Regions from separate parts of the Mus musculus genome. Here regions 1, 2, 3, 5, 6 and 7 are each linked to region 4. A link is a contact called in public HiChIP or PLAC-seq and promoter capture Hi-C data. All regions are on one chromosome and are shown on one strand. Each heading gives the region's core, a stretch centred on a gene start, on an enhancer-like site or on the middle of the called end of the contact. The rest is flanking DNA. Distances are from core to core; before and after follow the strand shown.

Region 1 (2,798 bases), core at 162-2,661, 610 kb before region 4:
TAACACTCTCCGGCTAGATCTGGGGCTGCTTGGAGCTTCCCTCTGTCTCCTTATCACAGTGAGAGCTTGAGTGTAGGGGTATAGGGACTGTCCCAGGATGACATCACGGATATGAAATGCAGAAGGATCCCTGACCAGGGCCCTAGGGAACAGCACCCTGGAGTGGGCAGAGGTAAGAAATTCAGTAGGAGGAAATGAAGACTTCAGAAGGATCTAGTCTAGACTGTACTGGGGAGTTGCTAACAAGGGGGACACTCTGCTAGGTGCAGAGAATATGTGGATGGGGGCACAGTCGCCTCCTGGATAGGGAGTGGGGGGGTTGTTGAATGAATATATGAGGGCCAACAGCAGGTACAGCCTAAGGATGCTCATTCTAGCTTGGCAGATGTGCTGTGGCTTCCAAGCATGGCCTGTGGATCTGGCTCAGCCTGGGCCTCAGTCCCTCAGTGCGGAGAAGCAGAAGACCCACCCATGATGGATCGCTATCTTTCAGAGAAAGTGAAACCTTGTGTCCAACTGTCGCAGCTCCCCCACCCCTCCCTCCAGCTTCCCCTCTGAGCTCACAGCTTCCCGGTCTCCCCCGCCCCCTCCATCCCATCCCCTGAAAACCAGTACTTGGAATTCAAGCCTAGTCTTTTCTTTTTTCTTCAAAGGCTTTTTTGCCTTTTATGTCCATGTTGGCAGTGACCTTGAGGGGTGAACCAAGGAGTGCTTTTCTCTCTCGCTTTCTCAGGTGGGGCTCAAAGTAGCTGAGTGACTTGCCTCAGACAACACAGCGACACAGCGTGTCACAAGCTTTGAACCCGTTCTCTAATTTCTCTTGCTCCAAGGGTCCTAAAGGACCCTGTCTACAGAGAGAGGATCTGGGATTGGGAAGGCTGGGCGAGGACAGTTAATAGAGACAATGGAAATGAGTTGGGCTAGAAGATGCTGACCTGGGATTAGAGGCACAATCTTTGGGGCCCAAGTCTGGCTCTGTGCCCAGAGCCTGGTGGTTTCCGCTCACAGATGTCCCGACAGCCCAAGCGAGAGGGTGGGAAGGGCACTCAACAAGGAAGATGTCTGGCTCCCTTTAGCCCTAAACCTTCGTGTCCTAGGAGGTTGGTAGTTTCTGGACCAGGGGTGGCCTCCCTTGCAAGTCGTGCTCTGACCCCTGGACTGATCCCTGAAGATGATACGGACCCCCGTGCTGCCCGCTCACCCCAAGAAGGCTGAGGCTGCGGTTTACATCATCCTTGGGCGTGGGGCTGACCTCGAAGAACGAATTCGAAGAAAACGGGAGGAGGAGCGGGCATGTCATGGCGCATGGCGCCCATTGGCCGCCTGGGGAGACTTTGGTTTTTGGGGTCATGTTCCCAGAAGGCCTGCCCTTCCCCCTCCCCCTCCCCACCCACCTCACGAGATGTTGGCCAATCGCCCCGTCGGGCATAAAGTGGCTGCCAGCCTGCAGGACACCCAGCCAAGCTGTGTCACCCCTGAGAGGCACGGGCCAGAGTACCAGGACCCAGTATGCAGACACGGCTTCTAAGAACACTGCTCAGTAAGTACTTCCTTCCTTTCTACCATCCCAGGGCGCAGCTGGGCCAACTGGCTGCTGTAGGCACCCTCTGCCCTTGGGAGCTGTAGATCAAGTGAAGGATGTGGACGAGAGGGAGAACTAGTAGGGCAGGGATCCACTGAGACCCCAGCATAGCCACAGGTGGAAACGTAGTATTTCTGGAAGGTATTCCAGAGGGAGGCGTGAGAGAGACCATGCCGGGGACCAGGGCATGAGGGAAGAGGAGAAAGAGTGAGAAGAGTCTGGAGAAGCCCAAGGCAGGTAGGGGATGAGCAGAGAAGGAAGTTCCAGATCTGCGCGGAAATGGAGCAAGGGGCTCACTTCTTGCTCTGATTCAATTCTCGGGGTCTGGGGCAGATGCAAAGTCAGCCAAGCCAGAGGTCCTTAGATCATCCCGCCACTCATACAGCCACACCCACACGGGGACAGGCAAGCAGAGCCATCTATGTGGGAACAGGTCCTCCCTCTCAGTAAGGTAGGAAGTCTCACCTGCAGACCAGAACCCCCGGTGACCGGGGCAGGTACTGCAGTGCCTCACCTAGGTCTACGGGCACACCCCCACAGGCACTGGTCCATGTGCACCTGTTACAAGCTCGCTGTGGACCCTCACTGGCAGTGTAGCTGCAGACACGGGGGAAGATGGGGAGGGGACTTGTGGTTGGCACGCCTGGGCTACAGGCCCTCCCCAGGGGCGAGGGGGTGGGGTGGGGTGGGGCTGGTTGGTTTGTAGGAAGGGAAGGATGGTGTCGTAGCCTTCCGGGCCATTGCACCACAGGCCCCTTCCGACCACGTGGCTGCCGGTGCCTGTGAGGGTGGGGGCCTGCGAGCTGGAACTATGATCATCTGCCCTCACCCCTACAACCTTCTCCTGGGCTCCCAGCAGTCCTGGTGTGTGCGTGTGTTAGGGGTTCGTGTGTCGGTGGCAGGAAGGGCAGGGCGAGTGCTGAGCATGGGTGACCTGGACAGGCTTTCCTCTCGCATCTTGCTCACCTTTCAGCAGAATGGCCGTCAGCACTGGCTGGCCCAGTGAGTGGAGAGGTGCTTTTTCTGGCTCTGTGAAAAGAGCTTAGGTGACCTGCTGCCCTGGGGCTGCACCTCAGGACAGACCCCTGGTCAACTCTATTCTGCCTACAGGGAATGTTAAGGTCTATAAAGTAGTCAGGAACTTAACCTGTCAGTCTTAGGACAGAGCTAACCCTTGTATGAGGCCAGATATCTTATAGAGGACTCTCTTGTCTGT
Region 2 (2,700 bases), core at 136-2,635, 630 kb before region 4:
AGGCCTGCTTTAAACTACCTTGTTTAAAGCCTCCAACCTGAAGCCGAGTGTCTGGGCCAAACAAGGGCCCTTTGGAGCATGCCCCATCCTGCCGTGAAATCAACCTGTGCTTGCTCGTTTCTGCTCAGCCTTGGGGTTTTCTTAAACCTTGATCACTGGGGTGTCTGCCAGTGCTTAGGGGCCTTCTTGGATCTGTAGCTAATTTAGATGTGTTCAGGCCAGTTGAGTTCTGCAAATGATGAGACGCTTTAAGAAAACTTCAACAGGGAGGTCTCTGGTTTGATACCCAGGGAACCTCAAATACTATGGCCTGTCCCCTCAGTGTCTGAGCCCTGGGCATTCTCACTTCAGGTACTTAGGGTTGTCCCTGGAATAAGATTCAGAATCTAGGGGTAAGGGCTGGAGAGATGGCTCAGCAGTTAAGAGCACTGACTGCTCTTCCGAAGGTCCCGAGTTCAAATCCCAGCAACCACGTGGTTCACAACCATCCGAAATGAGATCTGATACCCTCTTCTGGTGTGCCTGAAGACACAGTATACTTACATATAATAAATAAAATTTAAAAAAAGATTCAGAGTCCATAGTATGTTGCTTAGACAGGAGAGGAGGACCCTTTTTCGGTTCCTCCCCTCAGTGGGGAGCATTCTATTTCAGAAGTTGTTTGACTAAAAACTGCCACACCGGCCAGGTTTTGCTGGTCGAAACAACAACAAGATAGGGTTGCAGTACTATCAAACCAACCTTGGGCACCCCATTCTTAGGGATCTTTAGTCCTTACTGTCCTTGTCAGCTCTGCAGTCCCTGCCCCCTACCCCCGGCAATAAAAGGAAGATAGGCTCCAACTCAGCTGTTCCGCGGGTCTCCAGCCTAACCTCCCCACTCCGGAGATTTATGGACAGCTCTGGCCCCAACAGAGCTCCAGCCCGGCTTCCAGCCTTCCTACAGTCCAGACAGGGTTTTTCTGTGTAGTTCTAGCTGTCCTGGAAGTCACTCTGTAGACTAGTCTGGCCTCGAACTCACAGAGATCTGCCTGCCTCTGCCTCCCTAGTGCTGGGATTAAAGATACACACTTACCACCGCCAGGCTCTGCGTTTTAGTGGCTTTAACCATAAAGCCCACGTGCGAGCCTGGAGGATAGACAGGGAGGGGACCAGGAGCTTCCAGCACGTTCCCAAACCCAACACAGCGGGCGTCCAGCGGAAAGGGCGTGTCTGGGGCGTGTCCTTGAAGGACTCAGATGGGTGAGGGCTAGAAGAGTGGCTTTGGCAGAGTTTGAAGGCAGCCCGCAGCGCCCGGTAGGCAGGGCTCAGGAGGAGGCGTGGCCACTTCACAGTGGCTGTGGGGCGTGGCCGCCGAAGTGTGGATCCCTGGCTGGGCGGACCGGTAGCGGGCGGTGCTTCTTTAAGCCCGGCGCCACCGCATCGCCTCCTGCCTAGGTCTCGCTGGCGGCCAGGCCGGGGCTGCCGTATCTGCGATGGAACTTCACATCCTAGAGCACCGGGTGCGAGTACTGAGCATTGCCCGTCCGGGCCTCTGGCTCTACACCCACCCGCTCATCAAGCTGCTCTTCCTGCCCTGTCGCAGTCGGTGCGCACCCGGGTTCACGAGCGCAGGTCGGGCGGGTGGAGGCTCCTCTGCCCCTCTGGGCCAGGGGCGGAGGACTAGAGTCGCCGCGAAGCAGCGGGTACCGGGTGGGGACGCTAGCCACTCTGGCCATCATCCAGCCTGGGCCTTACCCTTTCTGCGACGCCGCCTATCCGGCCCGGAGGGCCCCGCTCCCAGGGCTTGTCAAGGTGCAAACTGCCTGGAGTAGGCAGTGTAGTGGGGGCATGTGTTCCTTGGCAGGCTGTAGCCCCTTTCTAGTCTCCTCACGTTAACTTTTGAGAGTTGTCCAGGGGGACCCAAAGCCTTCCACTTCTGTGGAATGGAGGGGAGATCCCAAATATGGGATCTAGACTCATTGATCCAAGGAAGAGAGTGAGGCCCGAGTGCGGGTCCGGAAGGCTCCTGGTGGGGGGTCCTTTAGTGCTGCTGGAGCAGACTTCATTTGCTGTCTCCATTCCATTCACTCTAGGCTGAAAGTCTTCCCACCCCTTCCCTCCTCCTAGGTGCAAGTTCTTCAGCCTGACTGAGACTCCGGAAGATTACACTCTCATGGTGGATGAGGAGGGCTTTAAAGGTCGGAACTGGTTCCTTGTTTGCCTCTAAGCAGTATTCTTACTAAGTTTAGGGATCCAGCTTCCCAGAGAGCTTAGACCCCAAAGGAATATAGGTCCGGGTTCAAACCTTCCATCACTCACTGAAGTACTGTGTGGGATGGAGTCGTGACCGTTTGACAAAATTTGTGAGAGTTTTATAAACGTAAAACCCACACGGAGCTGAATATGAGTCCCAGGCCAGCACAGGTGGCCATGGTGTCTCACAGTTTTAGGGGAAAATAAAGGGGTTCCTGCAGCTGTTTTACCCTGAACATTATTTCTTCTTGGACTTGTCTCCCCAGTGGAAAGCAGCCCCTCCCTTACTGGCTTGGGAAGCCTAGGCGGCTGAGAGTTAGGGAAGGAATGCAGGGGCAGGCAGCAAGCCCAGAGCAGGGTCCAGGGCCTCCTGGCTGAGTCTGAGTGAACAACAGCTACCCTGGCCCTTGTCCCTGTTCAGGACTGGGACCGGGGAAATGACTTCTGGCTTCCATGTCTGCCTGCT
Region 3 (2,711 bases), core at 65-2,564, 590 kb before region 4:
CAGAGTTTCTCCTCTGGCTGTCCTGGAACTCACTCTGTAGACCAGGCTGGCCTTGAACACAGAGATCCACCTACCTGCCTCTGCTTCCTGAGTGCTGGGATTAAAGGTGTGCGCCACCGCCCAGCCCCAGTTTTAAAATGACTTTATGTGTGCAGTGTTTCACCTGGTCCTGGTGTCCTGGGCCCTACAGAGGTTAAAGGGGAGTACTGTTCACCAAGACATTTCTGCACTCCACCCCTTCATCCCAACTTTAGCGTGATTATTTTTCTCTTCAGTGAGAGACGAAGACCTTACAGGTGAAAAGATTGTGACCTCTGCCCTTATCTTACTCATAGGCCAAGCCTCAGTTTTGCCTCTGCACTGTGTGTTGTTGGAGCCCACTTCCCTAAAACAGGGTTTCCTGGGAAAAGTGTAGGACTAATATTGCTCTAGGCAGGTTTGAAAACTGTCAACAGTCCCTCCTTCTCTCCCTCTCTTTATACTTTACTCTCCTCCCCCCTTTCCCTTCCCTCCCTCCCTCCCTTCCTCCCTTCCTCCCTCTCTCCTTCTCTCAGTCCCTTCCTTAATCCCTTCTTGATTGCTTTTTTTTCTTTTTTCTTTTCTGTATCTCTCCTCTCTTAGTCCCTGTCCCCAACCATCTTCTGGCCGTCCATGGCAAGCCTGCCCAGGCAGTCTACAGAACTCCTTGTAGCACCAAGAAAAAGGTCACAGTCCACAGAGAATCAAGAGGCCCTCAGCAGCACAGGCAACAAAGTTCCTTGCTTCCCGGAGTATTCCCAAGGGCAGGGCTTGTCCAGGGAGGGACGAAGGTCCCACAGCAGGTGGGGCCCTGAAGCCTGGGGCTGATTGCAGATCAGAAGGGCCAGGTAGCTCCCCGGGTTATGAGGTGGGGGCTGGGACAGGGGCAGCTATAGGCCTGTGGCTCTTGGGACAGAGACAGAGGATGGTAGCTGTGCACACAGCCTGTGGCAGGTCTGAGTCAAAACACCTAAGGTTGACCCCAGCTGGTCATGAGGAGAGCTGCCCAGTCATTGCCTTATGCTGGCTTGGGTCACCCAGACAGGCTAGGCGCGGCCCAGTCAGCTGTGACTCAGGCCATAGTGGCTTTGCCACGCAGCCCAGGGGCATCAAGTACAGGGACGCCCCCTCCCCACACCCAGCCCTGCTTCTCCTTCTAACAACACCTTTCCCACCACCGTGTCAGGCTCCATCTGTGGTGTGGGTGCTCTACCTCTCTGGTCCTCAGCTTGGGGGTGGGGTGGAAGTGGGGGGAGCCTCAGGCCACCAACTTCAGACGGAAGTCAGGTGGGGGGCAGGGTGAGGAGCCAACGCCAGAGGAGCCTCAGGAGGAGAGGGAAGCAGAGGGGCCCAACAACGATGGTGTCACCCTGAAGACTGGACAACTGTGCAGACTGTGGAGGGCTGCGAGACCACGGTAGGATTCCCTTGAGGGGGCAGGGCGGAGGGGCACTGCTGCACCCCACACTTATCCCCAGGAGGGTAGATGGTCCATCAGTTGCTCCCCTGTGGATCAGGGGCACCTGCTGGCCCACACAACCCTCCAGCATTCGCTCTCCCTGTCTGTAATGGATGCATTGTAAGTCAGGCTTGGAAGTCTCTCTTGGAGGATGGCCAAGCAAAGCTGGAGAGACCAGCTGTGGAAGTGTCCCGTGGGTTAAAGTTCACAGGATGGGTAAAGGGCAGTGGAGAGAGCACATGGATTCCAGGCTTGCATTGTGCCATCGTGGTAGGGTCAGCCTGATTCTAAAGGCAGTCATGATTTCTGCATCCCCAGGGGACTCAAATCCCTTTTCTTTTTCTAGAGTTCTGAGCTTGCAGAGGCCTCATTTACCCTCCGGTAGATGGAGCAGTGGAGGGCCGTCCCTGTCCATTCAAAATGGGCTGCAGCAGTCCACGGGGACCATCATGGGTGCTCTGGGGAACTTGATCAGCCAAGGTCATTACTCCTCTGCCTTTGACCTTGGGCCAGATCGGAGCTTGGCCGGTCTTCGTCCCCCCCGCATCCGAGCTCCAGGACAGTGACAAAGAGAGAAAAACAAAAACCAAGTCTGTGCAAGAGCCCCCTGCGTTGGGTGCTTGGCATCCAAAATTCCAAGAGGCTCTTACCTCTAATTTGTCAGTGTTCCTCCAAACCTGCTAGGGGGCTGACAAAAGGAGGGGACATTGTTCCCAGGATCCTGTCCATGTCATGCCATGCCGGGACAGGACAGTAAGGGGAGCCTGGGACTAGTCTGTACAACCAAGTGGTTTAGTTTGCTTTGATTCTTGCCTCTTGCTGTGTGAATTTGGGCAGTTCATTTTCCTTCTCTGGGTCACCGTGGCCCCCTGCGAAGTTGACAGTCTGATCCCCACCTGGAAGAACTGTCAGGACAAGGTGGGAGCAGGTAGCAGGACCAGGAAAAGGCCACTGCCCCCTCCCCCAGAGCCATGGCAAGGCTGTGCCCCATTGACCACTGAATGTGGTTCTGGCACCTCCTTGTGGCCAGTCTTTTGGGCTACACCTTGCAGATATTAGGACAAAGCTCTGGAAGCCCCCAAGAGGAGCCTTCTTCCCTTGTGTTGGTGAATGGCCTCTGCCCACCCCCATCCTGCACCCCAGACACCCACTCACTTCCTCAAATCCAGTTATCCAGCCCCACCCACCTACTGGTACGGACTGAACAGGCGAGCTGGCGAGCCGACTGTACTTG
Region 4 (2,700 bases), core at 82-2,581:
CTTAGCAAGTGTTCAGGGTTGTGGATACAACCCAGTGATGGGGTGCATGCCTAGCATACACAAGGCCCTGAAAACACAAACACACACACACACACACACACACACACTCACTCACATACACACTCTTCAACAAAATGATAGCTATTATCATCATGTTAGAAACTATAAAGAGTAAATGTAAGACACTCTTTCCTCAAAGAGTTTTTTCCAGAAACTGAAAATTTTGGAACAGGGAAAAGTACGAGCTTCCAATATAACTAGATGTAACTTTTAAGACCTAGGGTACACAGTTAATACCTAGCGAAAAACTCCCTGGAGTTTTAGGCGCGAGTTCTACACACTGCACACCGGTTCGTTTCTACGGAAGATTCCAGTGTTTCCCAATAACAAATGAATGAAAATAACCTTCGGGAAATGCCAAAACCAAGAACCCCACTTTAACAAACAAGCAAACAAACAACTAGCTTTAACTTGTGATCTGGCCCTAGAAAGCCTCTTCCGGTTCCAGATAATGATATATACGGAATCCCTTAAGCTTGCACTTCGACTGTCACCACAGCGAGGGCACCCCATGGGTAGGGACCCGCGTCGCTGCCACCAGACAGGCAGAGATTCCGCGGCTCTCCACTCACAGCCCGTCGGGGTCGGCGGCCGGTTACCTCGCAGTTGAACTCCATCTCGGCGTCCATGGTGACGATCCGCACCGTGAATGTCTTGGGCTGCTTCCTCTTGAGTGAGCTGAAGCTCATGCGAGAAGCGATGGCTCCGGCCATGGCGCGAGGTACCGGCCTTGGATCCCCTCACCCCTAGGCCCGCGTTCTGGGTCTCTTAGCCCCCCTGGAGTAGCTGCACAGGCCTCAGGGCCACCATGGTGGCCGGCTGGCCGGCCCGAGACAGACCTAGGCTGCCTGGGTCCCCAGCGGCCAGCATGGGCCGCGAGGACCCGGCTGTGGGTGCGGAAAGATGAGTTAAGGGACAGTCTCTGACGACGGGGGGGTCGGGGGGAGATGCCGGCAAAAGCACGCGCAGCCCCGAGCTTGGAGCTTCGGGCTGGGGACGCCAGGGACGCCTTTGGACAGAAATCCTAGACGGCTGCGGCGCCGACGCCGGGCCTCTCAGCGACCCCCGAGGGTCGCGGGGCCGCGCAGTAGTTGGGAGCGCACACGCGCGTGCGTGTCTGTCACCAGCTCCGCTCCGCGCGCCCTCGGGAAGCGTCCTCTACCAACCCCCACCTCAGCGACCTGCCGGATCCCCGCCCCGCCCCGCCCTCCGGACTCCCACTACGCTACTCAGCGACTCACCCTAACACTTTTTTCTCTAAGATACTGTGATTGGCAGGAACGCCAAAGGAAGCGGGACTTCCGCTTCGTCCCGCCTCCTGGAGGCCTACTCCACCAATTGAAAGTTGCACTGAACGAGGGCCGCCGGTCTGTTCTCGGCGTTGAGTGGCTGTAGATGCGGTCACTCCGAGCGCTTTTGTTCCTAAAGTATACTCCTACTCTAGCAAGACTGGTTGAGAAGGAGCGGGCGGCGCCTTTCCCGGGAAACCTGTAGAGGCCGGGACTGCACCGCACGAGGTACTGTTGCAGTCAGTGAGAGATCCCATTTATAGCGTCTTACCAGAGCTTCAGTCGTATCTGGGACATCCGGCCGAAATTCCTTTTTGACACTTAATTATATATGCTGACTCAATATTTTTCAAACTTTAAAAACACGAAGTGAGGCCGCTTAAGTTGCCCCGACTTGCCTGCCAGATCCTTCAACTTCTTTTTAAGAGAATTAGAATAACCACAGAATTCATGATAGTCCTTACCTTACTAGGTGGTTGAGGAATTGAAACTTGCTTAATACATATAGAAAGCTAATTTTATTTATTTTTTTTTTTTTTTTTTTTTTTTTGAGTTTTTCGAGACAGGGTTTCTCTCTGTATCCTTGGCTGTCCTGGAACTCACTCTGTAGACCAGGCTGGCCTCGAACTCAGAAATTCGCCTGCTGCTGCCTCCCAAGTGCTGAGGATTAAAGGTGTGCGCCACTATTGCCCGGCAAGAATTTTCATTTTACCCTCTGTTCCTTTGTTTGGTTTTTTTGTTTTGTTTTGTTTTAATTTCCAAGCTACATACTTGGAGTACTTGTAGCTTAACGTCATCAAATGTATAATATGCTTAGGAAAATTTCAACTTTCTGGGGATTTGTAGAGTTTTTACTTGTTTTAAAGATACATTCCCCAGGCACTGCTGCTGTGAAGAGACACCATGACCACAGCAACTCGTATCAAAGAAAACATTTAATTGGGGACTTTTTCTTCTTTACAGTTTCAGATGTTTAGTCCATTATCAGCATGGTAGGGAGCATGGTGGCATGCATGGTACTGGAGCAGTAGCTGAGAGATGGCTATATCCTGATCTGCAGGCTTGGAAAGCAAGACAACCATTTGGCATGGGCTTTTGAAACCTCAAAAACCACCCCTAATGATAGACTTCCTTCCACAAGACCACACCTCCTAAGCCTTCTAATTCTTTCAAATAGGGCCACTCCTTGGTGACCAAGCATTCAAATATAAGCTTATGGGACCGTTCTTAGTCAAAGCACCACAGTTTTGTTTTTTTTTTTTTATCTTATGTATATAAATGTTTTACAGCACATATGTGCATTGCATGTATACCTGGCACACATGTCAAAAGAGGGTTCCAAAGCCCCTGA
Region 5 (2,700 bases), core at 149-2,648, 690 kb before region 4:
TGGGCTGGTCCCACTCCCTGCTAGCAGTTTTCCTTGGCAGGTATCTCATGACTCTGGCATCTCTAACATCTTGGGGTCTCCAAGGCAACTTCAACTTTACAGCTTCTTAATCTAACTTTTATTCCAATGTCTGGGATCCACACATGATCTTTTGGGGATCCTCTAAAGGGCTGGCATCACTTCTCCAGCTCTGCCCTCTGAAGCACTCTAGGCTCTGCTTGACTCCAGCCAACTGCTGCTGCTGTTCCTGGTTATCATCTTATCGTACTGGCATCTCCAATACACTGGGGTCTACCACTGCAACTAGGCTTCACCAAGAGCCTCTCATAGGCTCTCTTCATGGGGCAAGCCTCAACTCCTTTGCATGACCCCTTCAGTCCTGGGCCATCAACTGTAACTGTAACTGCACCTTCACCAATGGCCTTCCCTGGCCTCTCACGGTGCCAAGCCTCAGCTGCTCTTCATGACACCTTCATGCCTTCAAACTAATACTGCCTGGGTAACTCTTACACACTGCCAAGTACAGCTGCAGCAACAACCATGGCTATCTCTGGAACACAGCTTCTTTGTGCTCTCAGAAAACACTTCCCAGAAGATTTCACCTCAGTGATGCTGGTCTCGTCTTAATCACTAATTTCTTAGCTCCAGCTAACCAGCATCAACTGTCCCAGCAATCCCTTCTACTCTAGACTCTAAAGCCAGAGCCACACAGCCAAATTCTGCTTCCTGTGGCTGGAACCTGATCCCCTTTATTATCTTACCAGCTTTCTGTTTTTCAACTCCCTCACTGCCTAAGCTTGGCTATCCTGAAACTTGCTCAGGAAATTGACTTTGAACTCAGAGATCTGCATGGCTTTGTCTCTTGGGATTAAAGATATGTACCACTACGCCTGAATTATGCTTTTCTTCATCTAGAACTTGCTCTGTCCCAGGCTGGCCTTGAACTCAGATCTGCTTCGTTTTTTGTCTCCTGGAATTAAAGGTGTTAGCACCATGTCCTGGACTCTGTAAGGAGGGATGCAGAGGAGGTGGTGCTGAACCAAAAAATGGGGCTAAAGGTGTAGTAAGTGGGACTCTATGGCATCTTCAAAATGCCAGGCCAAACAGGAAAGAAACAGGGGCGAGGGGTGGGGCGCTGAGGGGGCGAGGAACCGGCCAGAGTCAGGAGGGAAGTTCAGAGTCAGAGGATGTGGAATGGCTTACCTGTCTCCGGCGTCGCAGCCTCAGCTCTGTGTCTGTCTGGCTCACAGAACTTCCTCCAGAGCGTCTGAGGCTCCGAGAATGCCTCGCAACTCTAAGTTGGGAGCCCAGGCCGCTGCCTTGGCAACGGCGTACCGCGCCACGGAGCAGGCGGGGCGGGGCTGGAAGTGCGAAACGGCGAGAGGGCGGGACCGGAAGTGCTCCCGCGGCTTCTCTCTCTGGGTCGCCGCCATCTTGTCATTGAGTTGGATACTTCGTGTGGTGATCTTTAATCTTGTCGTCGCACCGGTTGTCGCCACCGAGGTGGACTGGCAGCCCTGAGCGTCGCAGTCATGCAGGCCGGACCCGTGCAGGCGGTACCCCCGCCGCCGCCAGTAGCCACTGAGTCCAAACAGGTATCGTGCCCCGCGCTCCCTGCCTGCAGGCCTGCTGGAGGCCTCGTTCCTCCCCTCCGCGCGGGCGCTGTGGCACTGCTGCTGGAAGCTCAGGCCACCCCGAAGGACATGGAGGGACTGCAAGTCCCAGGAGTCAGCGCGCTGAGTTGCCTTCTGGTCTCGAAAAAGATATCCCTAGAACCGGACTTTTCAAAACCAGCATGCGGACCTGCACCCCCGGCTTCCTCTGGGGTCTTATGTGAACCACGAAGCCTCCATTCAAAAAGAGGAGAGCTAAGCAAATCATTCTTTCCCCTAGATTAGGAATGGCTGCGTAAATACAGTATGGCTAAGGAAACTTGCCCTGTTTTGTTTTTAACTGCGTCCTCGGATGCTAACCCAAGAGAGTCTGCAGTCTACAGGACAGACGTTCCTGTCAGTATCATGGAGCGTTTATGATAGCCTAATCCGAGCCGGGGACTTGAAGCCCTTACTACCTTTTCTCTGTTTTCACAGCCAATTGAAGAAGAAGCATCGTCAAAGGAGGATCCCACCCCTTCCAAGCCAGTGGTCGGCATTATTTACCCTCCCCCGGAGGTCAGGAACATCGTCGACAAGACTGCCAGTTTTGTGGCCAGGTAACAGCTGCTTCTGCACAGAGGGAACTTGTAGTATAAAGGTCTTTTAAAGCAGCACAGGGGCATCATGGGGAGTTCTAGAGGCTCTGGCTTAGACTCCTTACTTCTTCCAAAACCACAGGAGAGCAATGAGGTAGGTGATAGATAGGACTGGTATGGTTGACATACCACAACAGTAATCGCAGTGAAAGCCATGCCTAGCTGTGTAGTCACTAGGAGTTTCTGCTTCCAAAACAAGTCTGTGGAAATTCCTGGTAGCTTCTTTGTGGCTGCTGATGTGCATATGCTGTGTTAACCTGAAGAAAGAAAAAGAAGAGTTGATTATTCTCATTGTGAAAGGACGACTTTCCCAGAGCCTCAGCTGAATCCAGAGCAAGCTGTTCAGCATGTTAGCTAGTTTCCAGGCAAGGTGAACATTGGTCAGGATTCCTCAACCTCCTCATCCCACATACTTCTGCACCCTTGGATGGAATCTTCTAAGGGCCACT
Region 6 (2,700 bases), core at 199-2,698, 730 kb before region 4:
GTAGTCTCAAATGACTTTGTTCAAAAATGATAGTGGAGCTAGTTTGAAAGACTACAAAAGAAGCCAAGGGAGGGGGGTGGACAACCATGATGGAGCAGACAGCTCCTGCAGGTGGCCACAAAAGGGAAACATACTAGGAAAGCCACCAAGGGAGGTGGACAGTGACCCAGGATAGCCACCCCTATCCCTGATCTCTCACTACCCAGTAGTAAACAGGCAGCCCCAAGCCTCCTACAACAGCAGAGACCTTTATCTGGTTACTGACCTGTAGGACACCTCCAGAGAGGACCAATGAGGACTGGCCACCTCTGCCCTTTGCCTTAGGTCAGCTAGGTCTAATCAGACCCTCCCATCCCCCAAAAGCAGCTCCCAGAGTTAGGACAATGGTCATCTAAACAACAAGCAGAAGGCCACCCTTCACCAAGGACCTCACCTAGCCCCTGGCTTAATCCCCACCAAACCTATGCCCAACAGACTTAGCCTGCACGTCAGCAGCAAACCTGGCATGGGAAAAAAGTCACACACAGCAGCCACATCTGCTGCCACACTCTGGAATAAATAAGAAACTGCACAACTGGGAACACTGGGGCTGGACCCCATCAATTCTGATCCCGTGCAACTGAGGAGATAAAGTCTTTTGGCCAGAAGTGCCAGCTCCCGAACTTGAATGGAGTAGATAAGTCCCTGTCTGCCCAGGTGCCAAGGCAAAGCCTGGTCAGGTCCTTTCCTTTTGAGTGGCATCACTAAGTTCAGGCAAGGGTCTGGGTTGCCAGGGTGGGGAGAGCTCTTCTCTCCGAAAGGATTCCAACCTAGTGAATCCCGGACATCTTAGACTTCACACACAAGAGGTGCCCGACAGACAACTCCTCTAATTTCATCGAAGAGCACAGCACACAGGACAGGGTTTGGCCCAAGGTCGCACAGTGACTTAGTGCCTTGAAAGAGCTAGGGGGAGTTTGCCAAGGAACTGTCAGGGACCCTTCCATATGCCACTGCCCCAAAAGAGAAAAACCTCCCGGAAATGGGAGGAAACCTGGGGCCCTGCCCCTGTCCCACGGCCCTGCTACCAGTCCCTGCCAGCCCGGAGGATGAATGTTGCCTTTGTGCCCTCAGCTGCCTCCCAAGGCTTCCAAGCAACCACTTCTTCCCAAGGGGGCACCTCTGGGGCTGCTCATGCTGAAGATCGCGATGACCAAACTTCCCGAGGTCCTCACCCTGAAGGAGAAGCGGTCCGCTGGGCACTAGCCAAGCGGGGGCGATCAGTCGCCCGCCCGCGAGGACAGTCCCTTACAGCCGCTTTTCAGCCAGGAGCGAGGGCCACAGACAGACCAAGAGCAAGCTCACCTTGGCCAGTGCCTCCTCCTGTTTGGGGCTCAGGTCACCGACTCTGCCGCTCATCGTGGCTCAGCCTTGGGGCGCGGTGCCTGCGGCAGCTGATGGAGCTCCGACTCGTTTGCCGCCGCCGCAGCCGCTGGAGTAAAGTCCCAGTCTTTGGCCGAGGCCCCGGGGCTGGCGGCCAAGACCCGCCTCTTAAAGGAGCCCGAGGGGCGGGGCGAGACGCGCAGAGGCCCTGGATTGGAGCCAGAATGCTTGCTCATACACCTGAGGAGCTACTTGGGTCTGGATCCTCATCCTAACCAAGAGGAAGCTGGAAAGCTCTAGCAAACGACGTCTTCTAAGGTGCGACTCCACAAGGCTGGACCGGGCTGCTCTCATAGCTTTCCTTACCCCAAAATGTTGACAGCTCTCTGGTGCCCACTGAAAAGGGATGCCCCTTAAGCGTCTTTCTGCCTGTAGGAACTGTGGTGTTCACTCTGCCATCTGCTTATGGTCACTACTACCAGCTCTGCTTGGGAGTGAGAGTTGACCCCCAGGGTTGCCGATGTAACTCAGTGGCAGAAGGCTTGCCACTGAGTTACGCGCACGACCTTAAGTCGGATTCCCAGCACTGCATGGTCATAGTGGCACATTCCAACACATACCTGAGATCCCAGCATTGGAGAAGCAGAAGTTCTGATCACCCTTAGCTTATTTATTGGGCTTGAGGCAAGCCCAGAATACAAACAAATAAACCAAATGGAGTGGACAGCCTTTTCCCTCTACCTGCAGAGCAGGCATGGTAAAGACCATGGCATCTAGCTGAAGAGAAAGGAAGACCAGCCTCCCCACTAAGACCCAGGTCTCTGCGTCTGATCTTCCCTGCTCTCTGGGAGCCACACCTGAAGCTCTCACATCTCAGTTGGCATGCTCTGCTTCCTCTGTGGAAGTGAGGAGGCTCAGGTTTGAGGGCCCGTGTCCCACGGGTGTCTACGGGGTCCTTTGCCTCACTGCACTGTTGCTTCTTCTCTAACCGAGGGTGATCATGGGCAGGAGGCTAATGGAAGTTAATGTACACAATTCTCAGGTTTGACTTCTTGTGGCCACCTCCTTGCTGTCCATTGCTGGCTGCCTAGCCAGATCTTGGCCGTAGGCTAGACAGAGAGGAAACCACACTGGAAGCCAGAGCCCACAGCAGCCCTGCTGTGCTTATCTGCTTCCCAGCTCTGGCCAAGAGCCTGCGGACTCCCCGCTAGTGACAAGTTTGACTAGTGAGTGGGTGGACTCTGACAGCTGTAGCCTAGCAGCCTCTTGTCCAGCCTATACCATCAGACTGCCTCCCGCCCCCCAGTTACTACTTCTGGCTCACACAATAGAGTTCAT
Region 7 (2,828 bases), core at 96-2,595, 780 kb before region 4:
AGCTCAGGATAGCTTCTGCTAGTTCTCTTGAGGCAGCTTTGTTTGTTTGTTTGCTCTGAGACAGGGTCTTGCTATGTAGACCAGGCTGTCTTTGAACTTATAACCCCCCTGCCTCAGCCTCCCAAGTGCTGAGATTATTAGGCACATGCTGGGTTGGAGCCTTTCATAGAGACAGTAATTGACAGTTTGATATTTCCCTTACCAGTGCTTCTCAGAATGGGAAGAAAAGAGTCCCCCATCAGTGAACAACCCTGGGCAGTCAATCTTCTCATCCATGGAAGGAGGAAGAGCAGGCAGCCTCTGTTAGAAATGACAGACCCAGGAAACACCAGGCTGAAAGGTTTTACAAGAAAATCCAAAGCAGTCCTGGGCCTCAGGCCCATCTGGTGTTAGAATGTGGAAATGGGACGGGACAGAAAGTGAAGGACACAGGAACCTTCTGAGCTACCCGCCATGGAACACCAGCTTCTCCACACCTCGGTGGATGCCTCTTGCCTGTCATATATGAAAATCCCCTAAAGACATCCTTGCCCATAAAACCATGCTCCTGTCCCACCTAAACTCTCAGAGCTAATGGAAGTTGTGCATAACCAGAAGCCCCATATAAAGGTTCTGGGAAGACATCAGGAGCAAGATGCCTGGCCTTTCCCGATATTCAAGTGCAGAGGACCAACTCTTTGCAATGGAATCTGAAAGACATCGGAAAGGTAGCACCAGTCCTGTGGAAAAGACCAACCTTCACCAAGGTCCTTTGAGTTCCAACTTCTGTCCCAGCTAGCTTTTCCCCCTCCTTTCTACAGTGCCAGGGGTTGAACAGAATTCCCACTGAATAAGTACATGAGGCAAGCTCTCTCTGAACTGCACCCCATCACACAGCCTGTCTGCCTCTTGACTACGTGTACTTGCTACAACTGAAGGGTATGAACTTCTTCCAACTTTTAATATGGCTCAGGTGCTGGTCAGCGGGCCAGGCATTAGACTTCTGTTCTGCGGGAGCCAGCGGAGACTTTTGGGACATCCTTTGTTAGGAAGACAAGGATACTGAAGCTTAGGGATCTCTACCCCTCAGGAGTAGAGCTCATCTTTCACCCATGGAAGATGACGCATCTTCCACAGACGCATGGAACTCTCCCATCTCCAGGTCACTGGGGGCTAGAGAGCTCTGAGAGGGGCTCCCAGGGAAGACCAGTGCCTCCTTTGCAGCTGCTGCATCTGGCAGAGGCCCTCTGGGCCTGCCATTTCCTCCAGACCTGTCCCAGAGCCAAACACGGGCCCTCACTTAATCTCAGTTATGTAATGTGCAATCTAAAGAGTTGTCCCAGGGGAGGCGCCTGAGCCACACCCAGGAGTGGGGGAAAAAGGCTCCAGCTGGGTCTGGCAGACAGGTGAGGCTGAGCTCCTGCCTTCAGTAGTCACTCACTGCTCCTCAGTCTCAGTCAGCACCATGAGTGGCCGAGTTGGAGACCTGAGCCCCAAGCAGGCAGAGACCCTGGCCAAGGTGAGAGATTCCCCCCACCCTGTACGATCTCAGGGGAAACGTCTGAGGGATGGGGTGGAAAGGATGGCCAGGACCTGCCTCCATCTGTTGATTCTGCATGTCCTTGACATGTCACCTCCAAAGGGGGTTTCATCCTCCACAGCCGAGTGACATCAGTCCTGACCAGAATGATGTTAAGGGGAAAGCTGCACTCTGGCATCCTGTGGGTGACATGTGCAGAAGTCGGCTCACACTCACACAGGAGCCAGACCAGACTGCTTTACCTGGCAGTTGTCCCCACTACCTCCTCCCTTCCTGCCCACTAGGTGGGAGCTGGAGGATGCAGCCCTCTGCCCTCGGATGGAATCTTTTTCCCTGGGACCCTGAAAAGAATGCTAATCTGTAAGAGCCAGACGAGAGAAACAGAATAGAGTGTTTGGTGTGCCCGCAGCTGAAGGGAACAAGGACCCTTGATCATGAACCCTGCTCTTCCTTCCTTCCTTCCTTCCTTCCTTCCTTCCTTCCTTCCTTCCTTCCTTCCTTCCTTCCCCCTCCCTCCTTCTCTCTCTCTCTCTCTCTCTCTCTCTCTCTCTCTCTCTCTCTCTCTCTCTCCCAGAACCATGTTTTTGTAAAGAATAGGAAGATTTAGCAAATGCACCAAGTGAACCAGGGAAACCCCCAGGATCCTGTCTACTCACCCATTTATGGATTTCTCCTTCCACTCACCCTTCTCTCTAACCTTCTTTTCACCTGCCCATCTTTCCTTCTATCTACATTCATCCATGCATGCATCCATCCATCCACCCATCCATCCACCCACCCACCCATTCATCCACCCACCCACCCATCCCCATCCACCCATCCATCCATCCATCCATCCATCCATCCACCCACCCACCCATCAATTGATTGATCCTTCATTTTTCTCTCCACCCATCCAATCGTTCTTCCCTCCATTCTGACTTTGCTCACACACCATTTTCCACCTCCCCATCTGAGCTGCAGCCCAGCTCTCCTATCCATCCATTATCCCATGCTTCTCTCAAGCTGAGTCAGACTGAGAGACGGGGGAAGGAGAGGTGGATGGCAAACCTTTGAGTTGGGAGGTCAAGGCTCAGTGTGAGAAACATTAACAGGAATATTTCTTTTCAGTTCCGAGAAAATGTCCAGGATGTGCTGCCTGCCCTGCCAAACCCTGATGATTATTTTCTTCTTCGCTGGCTCCGAGGTGAGGAAAGAGGTGGGGGGTGGGGTTGAAGATCGGGGGGCGGGGGGGCAGCAAGAGGACCTGGGTCTCCACAGCGCTGTAACAATCTGTGACTCTCAGAATCTGACTGCAACAGCTTAAGTT

The links. Promoter capture Hi-C pulls out the DNA fragments that hold promoters and counts their contacts. HiChIP or PLAC-seq counts read pairs in DNA pulled down with a chosen protein or histone mark.
Region 1: a contact with region 4 is called in an H3K4me3 HiChIP or PLAC-seq map of bone marrow-derived macrophages, with 4 times the contacts expected there. The contact joins the promoter of Osm here to the promoter of Nf2 in region 4. A contact is called at or near these places in 6 of 39 promoter capture datasets (the 3T3-L1 cell line, the C10 cell line, the SN4741 cell line and 3 more), 1 of 15 datasets of contacts at CTCF or cohesin (large pre-B cells), 3 of 484 Hi-C or Micro-C datasets (CD4 T cells, the G1E-ER4 cell line and cortical neurons), 26 of 115 datasets of contacts at active chromatin or transcription factors (the 230-238 cell line, the SCID.adh cell line, T-cell acute lymphoblastic leukemia and 17 more) and 3 of 9 other capture datasets (adipose tissue, liver and macrophages).
Region 2: a contact with region 4 is called in an H3K4me3 HiChIP or PLAC-seq map of embryonic stem cells, with 16 read pairs. The contact joins the promoter of Castor1 here to the promoter of Nf2 in region 4. A contact is called at or near these places in 11 of 39 promoter capture datasets (the 3T3-L1 cell line, 3T3-L1-derived adipocytes, the C10 cell line and 8 more), 1 of 15 datasets of contacts at CTCF or cohesin (large pre-B cells), 2 of 484 Hi-C or Micro-C datasets (the G1E-ER4 cell line and embryonic stem cells), 25 of 115 datasets of contacts at active chromatin or transcription factors (the 230-238 cell line, the NIH/3T3 cell line, the SCID.adh cell line and 19 more) and 2 of 9 other capture datasets (adipose tissue and liver).
Region 3: an H3K4me3 HiChIP or PLAC-seq map of bone marrow-derived macrophages shows a contact between it and region 4, with 10 times the contacts expected there. The contact joins the promoter of Lif here to the promoter of Nf2 in region 4. A contact is called at or near these places in 16 of 39 promoter capture datasets (the 3T3-L1 cell line, 3T3-L1-derived adipocytes, the C10 cell line and 12 more), 4 of 15 datasets of contacts at CTCF or cohesin (the NIH/3T3 cell line, embryonic stem cells, large pre-B cells and 1 more), 29 of 484 Hi-C or Micro-C datasets (the AML12 cell line, the Ba/F3 cell line, DN3 thymocytes and 18 more), 32 of 115 datasets of contacts at active chromatin or transcription factors (the 230-238 cell line, DN3 thymocytes, the NIH/3T3 cell line and 20 more) and 4 of 9 other capture datasets (adipose tissue, embryonic stem cells, liver and 1 more).
Region 5: a contact with region 4 is called in a promoter capture Hi-C map of embryonic stem cells, with 7 times the contacts expected there. The contact joins the promoter of Sf3a1 here to the promoter of Nf2 in region 4. A contact is called at or near these places in 4 of 39 promoter capture datasets (cranial neural crest, embryonic stem cells, liver and 1 more), 2 of 484 Hi-C or Micro-C datasets (CD8 T cells and embryonic stem cells), 16 of 115 datasets of contacts at active chromatin or transcription factors (the 230-238 cell line, the NIH/3T3 cell line, acute myeloid leukemia and 11 more) and 4 of 9 other capture datasets (adipose tissue, liver, macrophages and 1 more).
Region 6: a contact with region 4 is called in a promoter capture Hi-C map of pre-B cells, with 7 times the contacts expected there. The contact joins the promoter of Sec14l2 here to the promoter of Nf2 in region 4. A contact is called at or near these places in 16 of 39 promoter capture datasets (the 3T3-L1 cell line, HPC-7-derived erythroid cells, cranial neural crest and 10 more), 1 of 15 datasets of contacts at CTCF or cohesin (large pre-B cells), 2 of 484 Hi-C or Micro-C datasets (cortical neurons and embryonic stem cells), 10 of 115 datasets of contacts at active chromatin or transcription factors (astrocytes, bone marrow-derived macrophages, embryonic forebrain and 7 more) and 3 of 9 other capture datasets (adipose tissue, embryonic stem cells and liver).
Region 7: an H3K4me3 HiChIP or PLAC-seq map of embryonic stem cells shows a contact between it and region 4, with 4 times the contacts expected there. The contact joins the promoter of Sec14l3 here to the promoter of Nf2 in region 4. A contact is called at or near these places in 2 of 115 datasets of contacts at active chromatin or transcription factors (embryonic stem cells and large pre-B cells).

Annotation. Positions count from the first base shown.
Region 1 is chr11:4,235,374-4,238,171 of GRCm38.p6, forward strand. Osm (oncostatin M) reads left to right here and starts at 1,412. Exons shown (of 3, transcript NM_001013365.2): 1 at 1,412-1,540. The coding sequence starts at 1,510.
Region 2 is chr11:4,216,840-4,219,539 of GRCm38.p6, forward strand. It overlaps Castor1 (cytosolic arginine sensor for mTORC1 subunit 1), which reads left to right and starts at 1,386. Exons shown (of 9, transcript NM_028022.2): 1 at 1,386-1,587; 2 at 2,109-2,179. The coding sequence starts at 1,475.
Region 3 is chr11:4,256,254-4,258,964 of GRCm38.p6, forward strand. It overlaps Lif (leukemia inhibitory factor), which reads left to right and starts at 1,315. Exons shown (of 4, transcript NM_008501.2): 1 at 1,315-1,435.
Region 4 is chr11:4,848,213-4,850,912 of GRCm38.p6, forward strand. It overlaps Nf2 (neurofibromin 2), which reads right to left and starts at 1,332. Exons shown (of 17, transcript NM_001252250.1): 1 at 660-1,332. The coding sequence starts at 773.
Region 5 is chr11:4,158,956-4,161,655 of GRCm38.p6, forward strand. It overlaps Sf3a1 (splicing factor 3a, subunit 1), which reads left to right and starts at 1,399. Exons shown (of 16, transcript NM_026175.5): 1 at 1,399-1,595; 2 at 2,091-2,212. The coding sequence starts at 1,533. Ccdc157 (coiled-coil domain containing 157) reads right to left here and starts at 1,338. Exons shown (of 12, transcript NM_001164620.1): 1 at 1,204-1,338.
Region 6 is chr11:4,117,281-4,119,980 of GRCm38.p6, forward strand. Sec14l2 (SEC14-like lipid binding 2) reads right to left here and starts at 1,449. Exons shown (of 12, transcript NM_144520.2): 1 at 1,345-1,449. The coding sequence starts at 1,398. It overlaps Gm51934 (a long non-coding RNA gene), which reads left to right and starts at 1,069. Exons shown (of 3, transcript XR_003949841.1): 1 at 1,069-1,680.
Region 7 is chr11:4,063,508-4,066,335 of GRCm38.p6, forward strand. Sec14l3 (SEC14-like lipid binding 3) reads left to right here and starts at 1,346. Exons shown (of 12, transcript NM_001029937.2): 1 at 1,346-1,498; 2 at 2,630-2,705. The coding sequence starts at 1,445.